Regions from separate parts of the Rattus norvegicus genome. Here regions 1, 3 and 4 are each linked to region 2. Evidence: chromatin contacts called from public Hi-C and HiChIP or PLAC-seq data. All regions are on one chromosome and are shown on one strand. Each heading gives the region's core, a stretch centred on a gene start, on an enhancer-like site or on the middle of the called end of the contact. The rest is flanking DNA. Distances are from core to core; before and after follow the strand shown. Region 1 overlaps LOC102550720 (a long non-coding RNA gene). Region 2 holds the start of Dll1 (delta like canonical Notch ligand 1). Region 3 has its middle 150 kb from the start of Ermard. Region 4 has its middle 89 kb from the start of Ermard.

Evidence for each region. A called contact is a pair of places that touch in the nucleus more often than the background predicts. HiChIP or PLAC-seq counts read pairs in DNA pulled down with a chosen protein or histone mark.
Region 1: a contact with region 2 is called in a Hi-C map of mammary epithelial cells, with 2.1 times the contacts expected there. The contact joins the enhancer-like site here to the promoter of Dll1 in region 2. A contact is called at or near these places in 3 of 12 Hi-C or Micro-C datasets (the A7r5 cell line, frontal cortex and mammary epithelial cells).
Region 3: a contact with region 2 is called in an H3K27ac HiChIP or PLAC-seq map of oligodendrocytes, with 9 times the contacts expected there. The contact joins the enhancer-like site here to the promoter of Dll1 in region 2. A contact is called at or near these places in 5 of 12 Hi-C or Micro-C datasets (the Rat2 cell line, frontal cortex, kidney and 2 more) and 1 of 1 datasets of contacts at active chromatin or transcription factors (oligodendrocytes).
Region 4: a contact with region 2 is called in a Hi-C map of liver, with 7 times the contacts expected there. The contact joins the enhancer-like site here to the promoter of Dll1 in region 2. A contact is called at or near these places in 2 of 12 Hi-C or Micro-C datasets (kidney and liver).

Annotation. Positions count from the first base shown.
Region 1 is chr1:64,831,980-64,835,477 of GRCr8, forward strand. It overlaps LOC102550720 (a long non-coding RNA gene), which reads right to left. Exons shown (of 3, transcript XR_350072.5): 3 at 1-2,962. All of the region lies in intron 1 of LOC134485093 (a long non-coding RNA gene), which reads left to right. Among named protein-coding and RNA genes, the nearest start is that of Dll1, 160 kb to the right of the region's middle. Within about 2 kb of position 2,057, at least 4 of the 93 cell types and tissues checked have an H3K27ac peak or open chromatin away from gene starts, as enhancers often do.
Region 2 is chr1:64,991,435-64,994,530 of GRCr8, forward strand. It overlaps Dll1 (delta like canonical Notch ligand 1), which reads right to left and starts at 1,840. Exons shown (of 11, transcript NM_032063.3): 1 at 1,503-1,840; 2 at 983-1,276; 3 at 241-301; 4 at 1-37. The coding sequence starts at 1,556. It also overlaps a transcript of Fam120b not described here.
Region 3 is chr1:64,809,060-64,812,515 of GRCr8, forward strand. No RefSeq gene overlaps it. Among named protein-coding and RNA genes, the nearest start is that of Ermard, 150 kb to the left of the region's middle. Within about 2 kb of position 2,017, at least 21 of the 93 cell types and tissues checked have an H3K27ac peak or open chromatin away from gene starts, as enhancers often do.
Region 4 is chr1:64,744,218-64,747,748 of GRCr8, forward strand. No RefSeq gene overlaps it. Among named protein-coding and RNA genes, the nearest start is that of Ermard, 89 kb to the left of the region's middle. Within about 2 kb of position 1,819, at least 11 of the 93 cell types and tissues checked have an H3K27ac peak or open chromatin away from gene starts, as enhancers often do. A contact at or near this core is called in liver, where this site is marked.

The sequences.
Region 1 (3,498 bases), core at 807-3,306, 160 kb before region 2:
GTCGTGCCAATGCTCATCTGTGCTGCTCACACTACACAATGCACTCATCTGCTCCTGCTGGATATGGTGGTGTTGTTCTCAAGTGTACATAGGAGGTCAAGGTTCAGACAGGTCAAACATGTTGGTCGAGGCCAGTTATTTCAAGCCCATTGACCCCAGCCTCCTTGCTTTAAATCACAATGTGATATTCCCCTCCAAAAATGCCAGGCAGGAAGATTAATCATGATCTTGACTCCACCCTCTGTGCTAACAGCCCTGGCAGCAAGTGTTCTGGTCACACGTGTGCCCCGTTTAGCAGCAAGGGAAGTGAGACGTGACACAGCAGCCCCAGGCTGCACCACAAATTGCGTCAGAGAAAGTTAGGTTCTGACTTGATCTGTCCTGCTCTCCTTTCTCCTCTTCTTCTTCCCTTCCTCTAGTTATCAATGGAGGCTGTACTATTTAAAAGCTGCTCTATGAACTATCAGTCCGTGAGGGAGATGACAATGTTTGTGAAGTCAGGAGCCATTTCTGCAGTCCCAGCCTTATGATTTGGTGTGATATTACAGTACGTGGTGAGTGAGTATTCATTCACAGACGCACGTGAGCGCAAGTGAGTGAGAAGGGGTGAGTGTGAAGGCGTGTTCAAAGTGTGCTCGAGTGATTGTGAGTGAGCTGAACATGAGTGTGAGTGTGTGTATGGATGCATGTGTTTGAGAGTGTGAGGGTTACCTAAGTAGATAGATCTAAGTGTGTGTAGAATATGAATGTTAGTGTAAATGCATTGTGTTTACATGAGTACATGTGTGTTGTGTGTGTAAGTATGTAAGTACATGAGCACGTGGGTACGTGTTTCTGCTAGTATCTCTCCAGTGTACAAAAATGAGGTACATGGACAGGAGGTTTTATTATTTTATTTTTGGTGTTTTTTTTTTTTATTTTGGAGGTTTTTTGTTTTTGTCACATATTTTAAATATGTGCACAGACTATGTTAGTTAAATTTTTTTTGTCCTTTTTTGTTTTGTTTTGTTTTTGAGACAGGGTTTCTCTGTGTAGCCTTGACTGTTCCGGAACATTCTCTATACCAGGATGGCCTTAAACAGAGATCTGCCTGTCTCTGCCTCCAAAGAGCTAGGATGACAGGCATGTGGCACCACAGCCCAGCTTAATGTTTTTATATCCAAAGATGATGTTGATGGTAGCAGTGAGGATAAGCCCATAAATACAGACACATGCTATTTCATTACTGTTGGTTAAAAGAACGCCTTTGCATGCCATTGTATTTTGAGATAGTAAGTTAAGTTATACTGGGAGACAGAGATAGAAATACTGAAAATGCATGAGGGCCCTTCATATTATAGAGTGTAGAAAAGGGTCCCAAGGGTCCTGTTTTCTGTGGGAAGTAAACAGTTCCATCCTCAAAAGGCAGCCCCTACCCCGGTCCCTCTTTGCCTCAACATCCTGCACCGGAGTTGCAGTGTTGTCAGTGACCTCGGAGGATGAGTCCATAGTGATGTTAAAGGGACCCATAGGGTCATAGGGTGACCTGAGAGTGTATTATAGGTGCAGGGGGTAGTGGTCTGTATCCAGGTGCTTCTTCTCCCTCTCCAAGAAAGATTGAAGCTGCAGAGAACAGCACACTGATTACTGGGGTCCAGGCTCCTGGCATCCCTTTCTGCAATGATGTAGGATCCAGGCTCCTGCCATCCCTCTCTGTTGTGATGTGGGATCCAGGTTTTGTTCATGGCCTTTGCTGTGAAGTACACCCTGATATGGAATTCAGGCTTAGTTCAACCCCTTTCCCTATAAAACACTCATCTGTTGAGTCAACTTGATATGCTCTAGAATCACCGAAAAGTCAACTCTCTGGGTGTATCTGTTTGTCTGGAACCATAATCCCAATTAAATGCTTTCTTCTAAGTTGCTTTGGTCATGGTATTTTATCACAACAGAAAAGTAGCTAACTTAGTCATAATGCCACAAGTCTTGACTCAGCACGAAGCCATGGGCCTCTGGCTAGGCAGGGAGGGAAGTCAGTGATGCTTAGCCCGGTCCAGCAAGACCTCTAAGAAGCACTCTGGTACTCAGAAGCGGTGACAAATCATGTTTCCTGTGTTTTGGGAATTGCTTCTCTGACTTTGAGACCTTGGATGTCCCAAGCCAGGCAGTGATGGATAGTGGAGGGGGGACACAGAAGCAGTGGGGAGCGGGAATAACCTGGGGCTATGGAGAGAAGTTGCTCAGATGAAGCCTTGGAATGGATTTGGGGGCTCTTCACTTGGAGACCAGATCCAGTGCCAAGACACATTCAGAGAACCTGGTAGAACATTCTCAGTAATGCCTGGACCAGTGGAACCTGCCCAGGCAGCCCACATCCCTGCCATGGGCCTTTGGCACTGGGCCGCACATGCTTGGATGCTGAGTCATCTCTATAGAGCAAATTCCACAGCGGCACCCAGTGCCAAACACCTGCCCCTGGGCCTGCCTGCTCTGGTGGAAGTACTCAGGTAGGTACATGAAGGGACAGGGGCTTGTCAGGTGTGTTCATGTGCCTGGGAGACAGGACAGATGGGTCACAGGCTGGTGATGAAAATAGCCTGAGGCACTTCAGAGCACTTCAGTAATCCTCGATGGCACATCTCCACTGGCCAACTCTTGTTGGCTCCACACAGGGAGCTACTATGTCAGCGACATCTGTATTCCAACACGTGGTAGCTGAGAACTAGTTTCTGTCCTGAACACTCAAGGGTGAGCAACACACGAAGCTGTCGCGTGGATATTCCTTGTGGCACAGGTCACAATTCATATCCCCAGCCAGCTCCAAAACTCGTACCATCTGCTGCATGTTCCAATCATAGCCAGGTCTCTCCTTGGGTCTTCTAATTTAAAGGGTCTTCAGAGATGAGTAGGTAGAGAGCCATGGGAGATTGTCCACAAGTGGCCAGGCCTCTGCCAGCAGGTACATGGGAGGGGAAGGTAGTATCTGGATATAGCAAGCACATATTGTGTTAGGTAAAGACCCTTCACCAGCAGTCCTTGCCTACAACGGACACTGGAATCAATGTCTTTCTGGGGAGACAACTAGACGCTCATTACTCCATTCTTTTCCTACTCCAACCAAATGGCTTCTGTGTCTCAGCTCTAAGAGTTGCTTATAGTCTGCAGATGGGGTTGAAAGAACAAGAAATTCTACTCTCCATAGAGCTAGTGTCCACCCAGTTGTTGCCCTAGGCGACACTTGCAGCGGACCCAGATGGAAACAGAAATTGGTCCTGCACAAGTCAAATCAGTAAGTTTTCTCCTCTGTCAGTTCAGAAGTTGGTTACAGGTTGTTATCAGGATAAGCAACCAATCCCATGTGAGTGAAATATAGACGCACTGAACGAAAGGGCAGGTAAAGGCAGGGGAGTCATAGAACCCAAAGGCAGCTATAAGTCCAGACCCTCCAGGACTCCCTGCTGGTCATCCTCCTGCTGACTCACAAATGAGGAGCAGACAGAAGAACAGACAGCGATGGAG
Region 2 (3,096 bases), core at 590-3,089:
TGTGTGGTCAGGCGGCTGATGAGTCTTTCTGGGTTTTCTGGGAGAGAAGAAGCTCAGGTTGGTTCTGATAACACCCAAAAGCTAGGAACTGAGGACACTGCATGGATGCTGTCAAGCCAAGAACCCTTCTCTGAACTCCAGATGCAGAGCGAAGATAGCAGAGGACTGGGGTGAGTGGGTCAAGTAAACTGTGCATCGATGAAGAGAATGTATAGTTGAGGGAGGGGTTTGGAGCCTTACCTGTTGCGAGGTCGTCAGGAGAATCTGTGTGGAGGGCTTCAATGATCAGAGAGAAGGTACCCTAGGAAAAAGGGAGAGGATGCTTGATAAACCAGAAGTATGGAGGGGGGGAGGGAGGAGGAGGAGTTGGAGGACTAGGAGGGGGAGGAGGAGGAGTTGGAGGAGAGGCATTAAAGGGAACCAAGTACAGAGGCTCTCAGATCTCTGGATTGTGCCAATGAAGGTCAACTCATATCAGTTTCCTTAATAGGAAAATTTTAAAGAGTGTTTTTCCCATGAGTGTGGGTTTTTTAAAAAATGTTAATACAGGATATTGTGGTGTTTTTTTTTTTTTTTAAGAGAGAGTACTGAAACCAACAAGGTGGGGTGCTAGAAGAGGGCAGCTGTCATTAGTTTTCTGGGGATAGAACCTCGAGGGTAGCGAGCAGTCGCAGCACTGGGAGCGACCCAACCCAGGCCTAGGAGCTAGGGAACAAGAACTCTCCCAACTTTGGGGGGGGTGGGGGAAGCATTCGACCCTTGAGGTTTGTGAGAAATGCCCCGGGCTTGCAAAAGCTTCTGGTGTCCCACATCCCCTCCTCAACTGCCGGCCAGTTCCCAGAAAGAAGTCAAGACCCCAGGCGTGGCTTTGTGGGATTTCCCAACCCTTATCAGTGGCCCGTGCCTCCCTCCCACTGCCAGCCACCAGCCCGCCACCCCTACCCGGCCAGGCCCAGCGGAGTGCGCGCAGGTGCCCACTCACTGGCCAGGTGAATCCGAAGGGGAATCGGATGGGGTTGCTGAAGGCGGGGTCGATGCCTGCGCCATCAGGCAGGCTGAAGGAGTCGACACCCAGCACTGGCGTGACCGCACTGCCGTAGGTGCAGGGTGGCTCCGGGGACACGCTGGCCTGGTAATGCTTGAGGCATACGCGAAAGAAGGTCCTGCAGGCGCACGGCGGGCCAGAGCCCCCGCGGCAGCAGTTGCGGTTCCCCAGCAGCCCCTTCTTGTTGACGAACTCCTGCAGCTTCAGCTCAAATACGCCAGAGCTCCAGACCTGCGCGGGGAAGGGGCGTGAGGACGCGCCGGCGGCGGAGGGACCCGGGGCGCGCGGGCCCTTGCTAGGACGCAGAGGCCGAGCGCACCTCAGCGCCCATCCGGAGCCGCCCGCTGCCGGGCAGCTCTCGGGGTCATCGCTGCGGGAGTCACTTGGGGATGGACAGCTGATCCGCTTGTCCGACTCCCCTCCCTCCACCGCGCAGCAGCCCCGCCCGGCCCCCTACCTGGCACAGCAGGGCTGAGACCACGGCAAGGGCTAGCGCGCTCCGACGGCCCATGGTACCGCTGGACGCCCTTGCTCTCCTAGAGTATCCTCTTTTCTTTCTTCTTCAAAGACCCAGGGATGCCCGGAAAGTCTATGTGACCCGAGGAGCACTGGTGGAAAGGCGCCTCTCGGCTCCAGGTGTGATATCGGGCCAGGTCGCTTCAGGAGGGTGCGGTGCTACAGCTATGTCCCTGACAAGAGCTCTGCGAGGCACTGAGAAAGGACAACTTTCGGTTTCCTCTTCTTCTGGCTTCCAGTCCACGGGTAAGTGAGGGTCGCCTGCTTTCTGGTTTTGTCTTAAGCTTCTTCGCGGAGGGAAAGAGGAGAAAGGAGAGAAGACACAGAGGGAAGAGAGCCCAGATGTTCAGCTTAATTCCCAAGAGAGCTTGCAGTGGCTTCCTTCGCAGGCCTATTAGAGAGCGGCTGTCTGGAAATCCCACCGGTGAGGCGATAATCCGGGGCCCCGAGGGGCACGGTGGGAACGGGCTGGAGGTGGTGGCAAGGACTGCGGCGCGCGCCCTGGTTTCCCGGCCGGGCGTCACTCGGCGGCGGCTGCCGCTCCCAGAGTGTTCTAGACCGGTATCTCTTCCACTATCGCAAAGCCTCGCGTCTTCCTCAAGAATTCAGCCAATGCCATGCGAGAACACACACACCCAGGACCGGAGGCCGAAGCGTGGGAGGCTCCGTGCCGCACCGGTGCTCTCCCGTGACCTGCCTTGGTCAGACAGGGTAACCGCGGGTGCACGCCGGAGGATCTGGCCGGGGCTGGCGCCTGCCACCCTTAAATCCCGCCGGCCGCTCGCATAACTAATGAGATGCAAATGAGCAGCCCCCCAATCTGGCGAGAGCTGTCACAAAGGAGCCACTTTTCCAAACCCTCCTCTCAATGGATCGCCAAATGGTCAGTGAGCTGTAAAATGTGCAACCCTCCTCCCCGCCCCCACCTCCCCGCCCCCTAGTCCTCTCTGCCTCCGCCCTCGCCCCTTCGCCTCCCTCCCCCAGCGCAAAACCCGCTCATTTACATTCCTGCAAAACGTTCGGGGAGACGAACCGCTCTGCTCCCGGAGCTGGAGCTGAGGCCGCGTCGCCCACCGCCCCACCGCCACAGGCCCGAAGACCCTAGGCACGCTGGGCGGCCTGCGCCTCCCACTCGCGGTCACCGTTAGACTCGCTCGCAGGACGCGGCCTCCGGACTCTGGCGTCTCCAACACTGGCAGCCAAGGCTCTCCTCGTTTGTTCAGTCCTGGGGACTGAGGAACCGGGGAGAGGTTAGAGGCCCGCGTCCCCGCTGCTGCCCCTCCTCCCTGGCAGGCTCTTTCTAAGGAGGAGTCTCCCGGAGGCGGCGGGGGGCGGGGTGCCCGGTAGGAAAGGGACCCCTGAAGAGGTGGGCAAAGGGTGGCGAGAACGCCGCGGCAGTTTTGGGAAGTTTGGGGGAGGTTAGGCACGCTTTATACCTCTGGTCGAGGGTGGCAACTGAGCCTTGAAGAGTGCCAATGGGCTCGCGACCCCGGCCGGGCACCCCCAGAGACCGCAGTGTCCCAGAGCCCTAGTGT
Region 3 (3,456 bases), core at 767-3,266, 180 kb before region 2:
GCAGGCAGAAACCAAGGGATCAGTGTGGGTCATAGCATCCTATCTAGCAAGATTTCAGGCTCGAATAAATAATATCTGGCCTCGACTTTTGAACTTCAAATCCTCATGCTCAAGGCTAGGGAGATAGATAATTTGAGAATCAGAGTATGACGCGTATTACACACACACACACACACACACACACACACACACACACACACACATACACGTGCACACATACACATACAAACTGAGAATAAGTAAATAACAGAAAGCCTCCTGGTCATGATCAGGAGGTGACACCTCAATCACCAGGACCACTCTCCAAGCCTCCTGGTGAGATTCATGCAGGCCACTGAGGCCCCACTCTGAGCTCTGCCAGCACATTTCCTGTTCATCCAGAGCTCTCCACAGAGGCCTGTCTCCATTCAGTGATGTCTGTTACTTCTGAGCCTTCCAGAAGTGTGTGAAGAGACCTGCAGTCACCCTGTTGCAGAGGACACCTAGACTAAATCTCGGTAGACTCAGGTCAAGTAAAGCTGGATCCTACTCCCACAAGAGTGGCTGCTATTACTGACCAATGACGGGTAGTTCCTGCAAGCTCTCTTATTCTCAGCGTCCTCATCTGAATGTGACTCTCTCCACCCTCACATGCACATAACTGGGATGGCTGTCAGTGGCTGTCACTGTCATCAATGCTAATGTCCGACCACTAGAGCTGTGAGCAGTTGATATACTAAGGCAGACATGAGAGCTCACTCACCTCAGGCTGCTGGAAGGCAACTGTCCTTCCCTAAGACTTGACCTCCACACTCACCAGACACAAGTGAAAAGACCTTTTGTGGCCCCCCGTGACCCGGTGACACTAGGGCAACACGTGTCCCTGGCATTCTGCAGTATAAACATCCAGGCTTGAGCTCCTCCCTGCATACCACCCACATATCCCTTAGCTTGCAGACTGGCCTGCACCACTCCTGCTACGCCATTTAGATCAGGACCTTTGGCTGAACACTGCCTCGGGCTTCTTTTGGGTAGGGTAGAAACCAGGCATTAGACTGCAGCTCTGTGAGCCTACATGTGTAGTGAGGAGCTTGCTGAGGTCACACGTGGGACAGGCTACTGAACTTCAGCCTAAGTGCTGTGGCGTCGACCTTGTGTTCTAAGAATGTCACAGTTACAGTCATTCAGGGGAAGCAAAGGCTCAAAGAAAACAAAACAACAAAACAGACAAAGACAGTCTGAGCCTGTGACACATAGCTTGGCGGGAAGGGGAGCTTAGGTGTTTATTTTATCTCAGGACGCATCAAAATGCCTTCCTCTCACCTATACATAGGGGGCAAAATCCTAGTCTTTAGACCGGATAGTTGTTGAAAGAGAGAGCAAGCGCATGAGTCTTTCTCTTAGCCTGAGAAGTAAAACCTGTACTTCACAAGTCCCTGCCCAGCCACCCCATGACTCTCTCCTTTTGCCCACACTGGGCAGGATCTGCATCGCAGCTGGGATTCGTGTAGCCGGTAGGTATGAGAAAGAAGAGCTCTCTTTCTTAACCATCGATACCTGCAGCACAAGAACCCCAGAAGGAGACATTGGGGATGAGCTCTAGAAGAGGTTGTACCTACCTTCTGTGGTGACATTTAGCAGGTTGTCAAGAACACATCAGGGAAGCACCTATGTGGACCATTACCTCATTTCCCTATGAAGAGATGTGGGAGCTGTGGACAGAGCACCAGACCAGCCGTTTCCATGGCAGCCCGAGGCCTGGGGAGGACTGACAAAGACAGCATTGATGAAGGAGGCAGCTTCGGGAGGGAAGGCCAGAAAGCTCCTTCCAAAGGCAGCCAAGCCCTAAGTTACAGCTTTGCTCTGATCCAGGGCAGCCCCAGGCCTGAGACCATAGCTCTAAATGCTGAGGCCACCAAGGCACCAGGGCCCTATGCCATGCATTGGAACCATGGCCCTGTGCCATCCACTGGCCCAGGTCTTTTGTTTGTATCACCTGCTCTTCTCAGCTGGCTGTACACAGAGGTCTCTTTAGCTCCACACGGGTAGTGTGGCTTAAAGAAGAGGGCAAATTAGGGAGCCAAGAAGCTCATGCATGACCTGACACACAGGCTGTCCTCACTCCCAGAGAGGCCCTGGAACCAGACGTCAATACACGGCAACAACACAAGAGCTGAACAGCTTACAGCATCCTCAGGATCCAGACCCTTGCCAGCTACTGAGATCAACAGGGTTCCACAGTCATGGGATCTCACAGGCTTGGAGTTCCCATAGTCCTGGGGCCCTTTGTCTTGGGGTTCCCACAGTCCTGGATTTTTATAATCCTGGAGTTCCATAGTCCAGGAGTCTGGCAGCCCTGAAGTCCAATAGTCCTTGGGATCTTCAGTGTCGATCTCTTATTCAAAATCTGTCCATTGGGCCATGATGGCCCTTACCTCTGAGTGGCCCTCCCCACATCAGTTTACTCTCAGTGTCCCTGACATGAGCAGATTCTTTGGATGTCACTAGTATCACATCCTCTCCAGATATGGCATGCTAACCACAGGACCAATTCTGCCAGGGCATGGGCTACTCTCTTCTGGAATACTATCACCAAACTGAAGGCTACTCCCCTCAGCGCAGGACGCCAGATCCATGGCTGGCATTTCTGTCAGGTTCGAATGACCTACATCCACCAGCTTTCTTACTGGTTCAGGATTCACCCTGTTAAGGGAACAAAGGAGGTGAATGCCCTGTGTTTAGAGGCTCTCTGTCTACCTAGCTACATGGGCACTTGGAAGAAGCAAGACTCCTGGTCTCAGGAGCAACCTGGTGAGCTGGGAAGAATTGAGGGGCTGTGGGATACTCTGTATGATATAGAATTCACAGTTCTCACTGACTTTCCTGCCTTGTTGGTCAAAAGCCATCTTGAGACATCCAGAGTGACCATCATCAGAGCAATCCACACCCTTCTAGTTGATGAGTGGCATGCTCAAAGTTGGATTACTCACAGGCTGTGGGATGCAAGGCAAATAGGACATTATACAGGGCCTGGGCGAGCTGATCTGAGGATGCTGTGCTGGTCCAGTTTTGTCTAGAGTCAGCCCTTACCCTATGCAAGGTGAGCACATCTTGCCTGCATACATCGTCTTTCTTTTCCTCAGTCAAAGTAAATGAATAAATACCTGTATGGCCCTCTCTACTCCTTCACAGCCCAGACTGATTGGGACCCCCTTCCTGGCTCTGTAGGAGAGGGAAGCCAACAAGATGAGATCTGGCAGTTGAGACCAACTCCCAACGGCACCTTTTCAAATGGAGAAAAGTTGGTTGACCAATAGATACTTCCTTTGTGACAGAGCTGTCTGCTACTACCTTTTCCAGAGAGGGTGTGTATGTCAAGCTCCTGCCCACATGGACTCTGAGGGCAAAATGGCAATTTCTCAGGTTAGCCTAGGTCAGAAGGGCACTGTGCTCAAGGTCATAGAAACTATGCTGAGC
Region 4 (3,531 bases), core at 569-3,068, 250 kb before region 2:
ATACTGAGCACACGGCATGAAAACCACCCATCAACACTGTGACGCAGTGTTTGTGACACCACGTCCAGTGACACAGTTATTCTGGGATCAAGCCTCAGTCAACGACGCGCTGATTAAGAGCAGGCAGGCAAGCCCCACTCTGAACACACTGCATCCCTCAGCAGAAGTGACTAAGATACAGTTGTTTGCTATCAGCTCAGGCCAAAGTGCAGTTTATCTTGGTGTTGACCCAAACAGGCCACAAACCAAGACAAATACTCTTTGATGTGATCTGCCTCACTCAGGGCTTCTTCTGGTCATCCTGTGCTGGGCGGGGAGAAACCCGAGAAACTGTTGAATGGAAAAGTATGGTGAATGCTGCAGCGAGAGCAGGGACCTCAGCAGCCACGGCCTGAGCATCTCGTGACGCAGGCGTCTGCGGGGGACTGTGGTGGGAAAGTGGTTGTTTCCCAACCTGGGGAACAAAAGACCTAAGCTGGAACTACAAGACCCTGGGTGCACACTCAGCTACTCCTGGCTCACTTTGGGCCCATTCTGTGTGCTGGACACTTTCCTGGGCAGTGCACGGGGGCAGTCAGGGGACAACTTCCTTTGGGAGGGAAGTGTTCAGGACTAGAGAACGAGAAGCCAGTGCATGTGGGATGGTGGAACCTAAGGGATCAGAAACATCCAGCTGGGCTTGTTAGCAATGAATATATAAGACATTGATATTTTGTATTTGCCTCATTCAGAAAAAGGAAGGGAGGGAGGGAGGGAGGGAGGGAGGGAGGGAGGGAGGGAGGGAGGGAGGGAAGAAGGAAAGGAAGCCCATACTCTGGTCATTGGTGGTCTAAATGACTGCCAGCCCCTTCATCACATGCAACAGGGACCCAGCCCTTGCCCAAGTAAGCCTGAGAACTGAATATACAGTTCACAGCCTGGCTCGTCCAGGCAACTTGCAACTTCCCTTAGGCTTCATCCTTGGAGCATGTCTGTCTTCCAAGGAGTCCCCCATCCTCACCCCAGGACTTGTGGTGAGTCCTGCTGCCGAAAAGGAGAGAATGGCCACTTCTCAGTACCTAGAAGAAATGCTTCACTTGCACATGCAGGTTTACATACACACAGGCATGCACATGGACATAAGCATACAAAGACACGGGTACAGTGCATTTACCTGCATACACAGACGTGCATGAAATCTTATGCAAATACATCACACAGGCAAACTACACACATATACATACATGTACTCACCTATGCAGATTCACACACACACACACACACACATGCACACACATACACACACAAACCACATTGTTTTCCATGCTTTTCCTCTGTGACCTCTGTAATACTGACATGTTTAGATGCCCCAATGAGCAAATCTCAGTGGAGGCCATAGAGTGTGTGTGTGTGTGTGTGTGTGTGTGTGTGTGTGTGTGTGTGTGTGTACATAGGGTATGGCAATGAGGTTGAATTGAAGTGTAGGAAAGGCAGCTCCCTTGTATCAGGATTGGAGGTTACCAGGTTGCATTTTTTTTCATGGGAAATTGAGTAAGAGGTACTGGGGTTGTTGGGCCTGGTGTGGGTTAGGAGAGGCGGCTGGAGGGTGGGGACCAAGAGAATGAGTCAGAGCTGTTGCTGCCATCTACATTGTGGCTGGTGACTGTGAGGACAGGGTGGGGAGTGGGGAAGGAAGGGAACTTGAGGGTCCCTCCCCCTCTGCCTGCTGTGATAAAGACAATGTCAAAGGAGAGGGTTCTCTGCCAAGGTAATGGTGGTGCCCGGACAGAGTGAGGTCACTGCCTTTGGGTGAGACTGGTTTCCTAACAGGAGGGAGGCAGGAAACAGCGGGGAGCTGACACTATGCCAGCACCAGGAAGGGAGGGGGTCAGGCCTGGAAGCTCCTGGCTGGCACTGAGGGTGCACAAACTCACTGCACCTGCAAAGCCACAGAGAGCAGCCGCAGTGTTGGGCACTTGCACGGTGGGAACTGTGAGAGAGGCTGCTGAGGACCCAGGGCCCAGAACTGTGGCTCGAAACATGCCTTCTCTGTGGTGGAGACTGGTTGACCCATTTCACACTGAGACCACGTTCTTCTCTGATTAATGGGAAGCTTCAGCTCACAGTTTCAGCTGTCTGGCAGCAGGAGCCGAGTCTTCTGGTTCCTGTGAGCATCCCTCACAGGTCAGAGTGGCTTCTAGCAGTGTGAGCCCACAGGCTCGTGAAAATGCGGAATTCATAATCTACCTTATTCCCTCAATTCTAAGGCCTTTTGTCACTCAGGGACTGGACCTCTCTGTGGCCAATACATGGGACAGGTAGTGAGTGACGGGGGCACCTCACCTATGGAGTTGCTGAACACTCGTATCTGTCTTTGTCCCTCTGCTCTGGTGCCTATCCCTGGGCCATCATGCAGTCAACCTTACATCCAGAATATTAAAAATGTGTGTCATTTCACTCTTCCAGGCAAGCTGGAGGACTGTTTTTCTAATTTTTGTGAGACAGCCTGCTGGAACTTGGATCAGAACTTCGTAACCCTTAGACCTATTTAAGAAGGCCGTCACCATAATGCTAAGGTTTGCTTTTACAGACAGGAGTCCCTCCAGTGCCTCCTCCTCCAGTTTGCTCAGGGTCCTTATACCAGTCAACAGAACATTACAGTTTCTGCATCTTGGTTGTAGTTTGGTTTTTTTTTTTTTTTTTTTTCAGATTTCCCATCCCTGTGGTTCACAGTTTTCAGCACTATTAAAAAAAATCTTTGCTTTTTTCCTTTTTTCTTTTACTTTTGAGATCATGATACAATAATGTCATTTATCCCTTCCTTTTTATCCCCTCCTTTTTCAGCCCCTCCTTTCTCTCTTTCAAATTCATGTCCTAGTCTCATTAGTTGTTACATGGAGATATACATAAAATATATAATAAATTTATTTATAAACATAGCCCGTTTATAACGTCAGTCTGTATAACGTCACGTGTGTATGTTCTCAGGGCTGACCGTTTGGTATTGGATAAGCAGTTGGCACGCCCCTCCCTGGGGAAGACTTTCCCCCAACTCTCAGCCCTCCTTAGTTGCCTGCAGTTGTTCGTGTGGGGTTGAGGCCTCCCAGGCTTTCCCTTTGGAATATGATTTGTTATTCTTGTTCAGCTCATGGTTAGGTAGTCTCATTGGTGAGACTGCAGGAGTAGCTTTCTGATGTTATTAGGAGACATAATCTCATAGCAAACTCCCTGGTCCTCTGCCTCTTACAATCTTTGCATCCCCTCTTCTACAAATGTCCCCTGAGCCTTAGGTGTGGGAGTGTCCTGTGGGTGTCTCCATCGGGATGGGGCTCAACAACTCTGCATTTTGATTGGTTATGCTTTTCTGTAATAGTCTCCATCGGTTCCAAAGGGAAATTTCTTTGAAGAAGGGTGAGGACTCTACTTATCCATGCGTCTATAGACAAATGTTTAGAATATAGTTGGGGACTATGCTGCTTTAATAAATTGGTAGTTGTAGGTTCTCCTCCAAGATCCGTGAATTCGTTAGCCCTGGGTAGTAAAGTTGGCTAG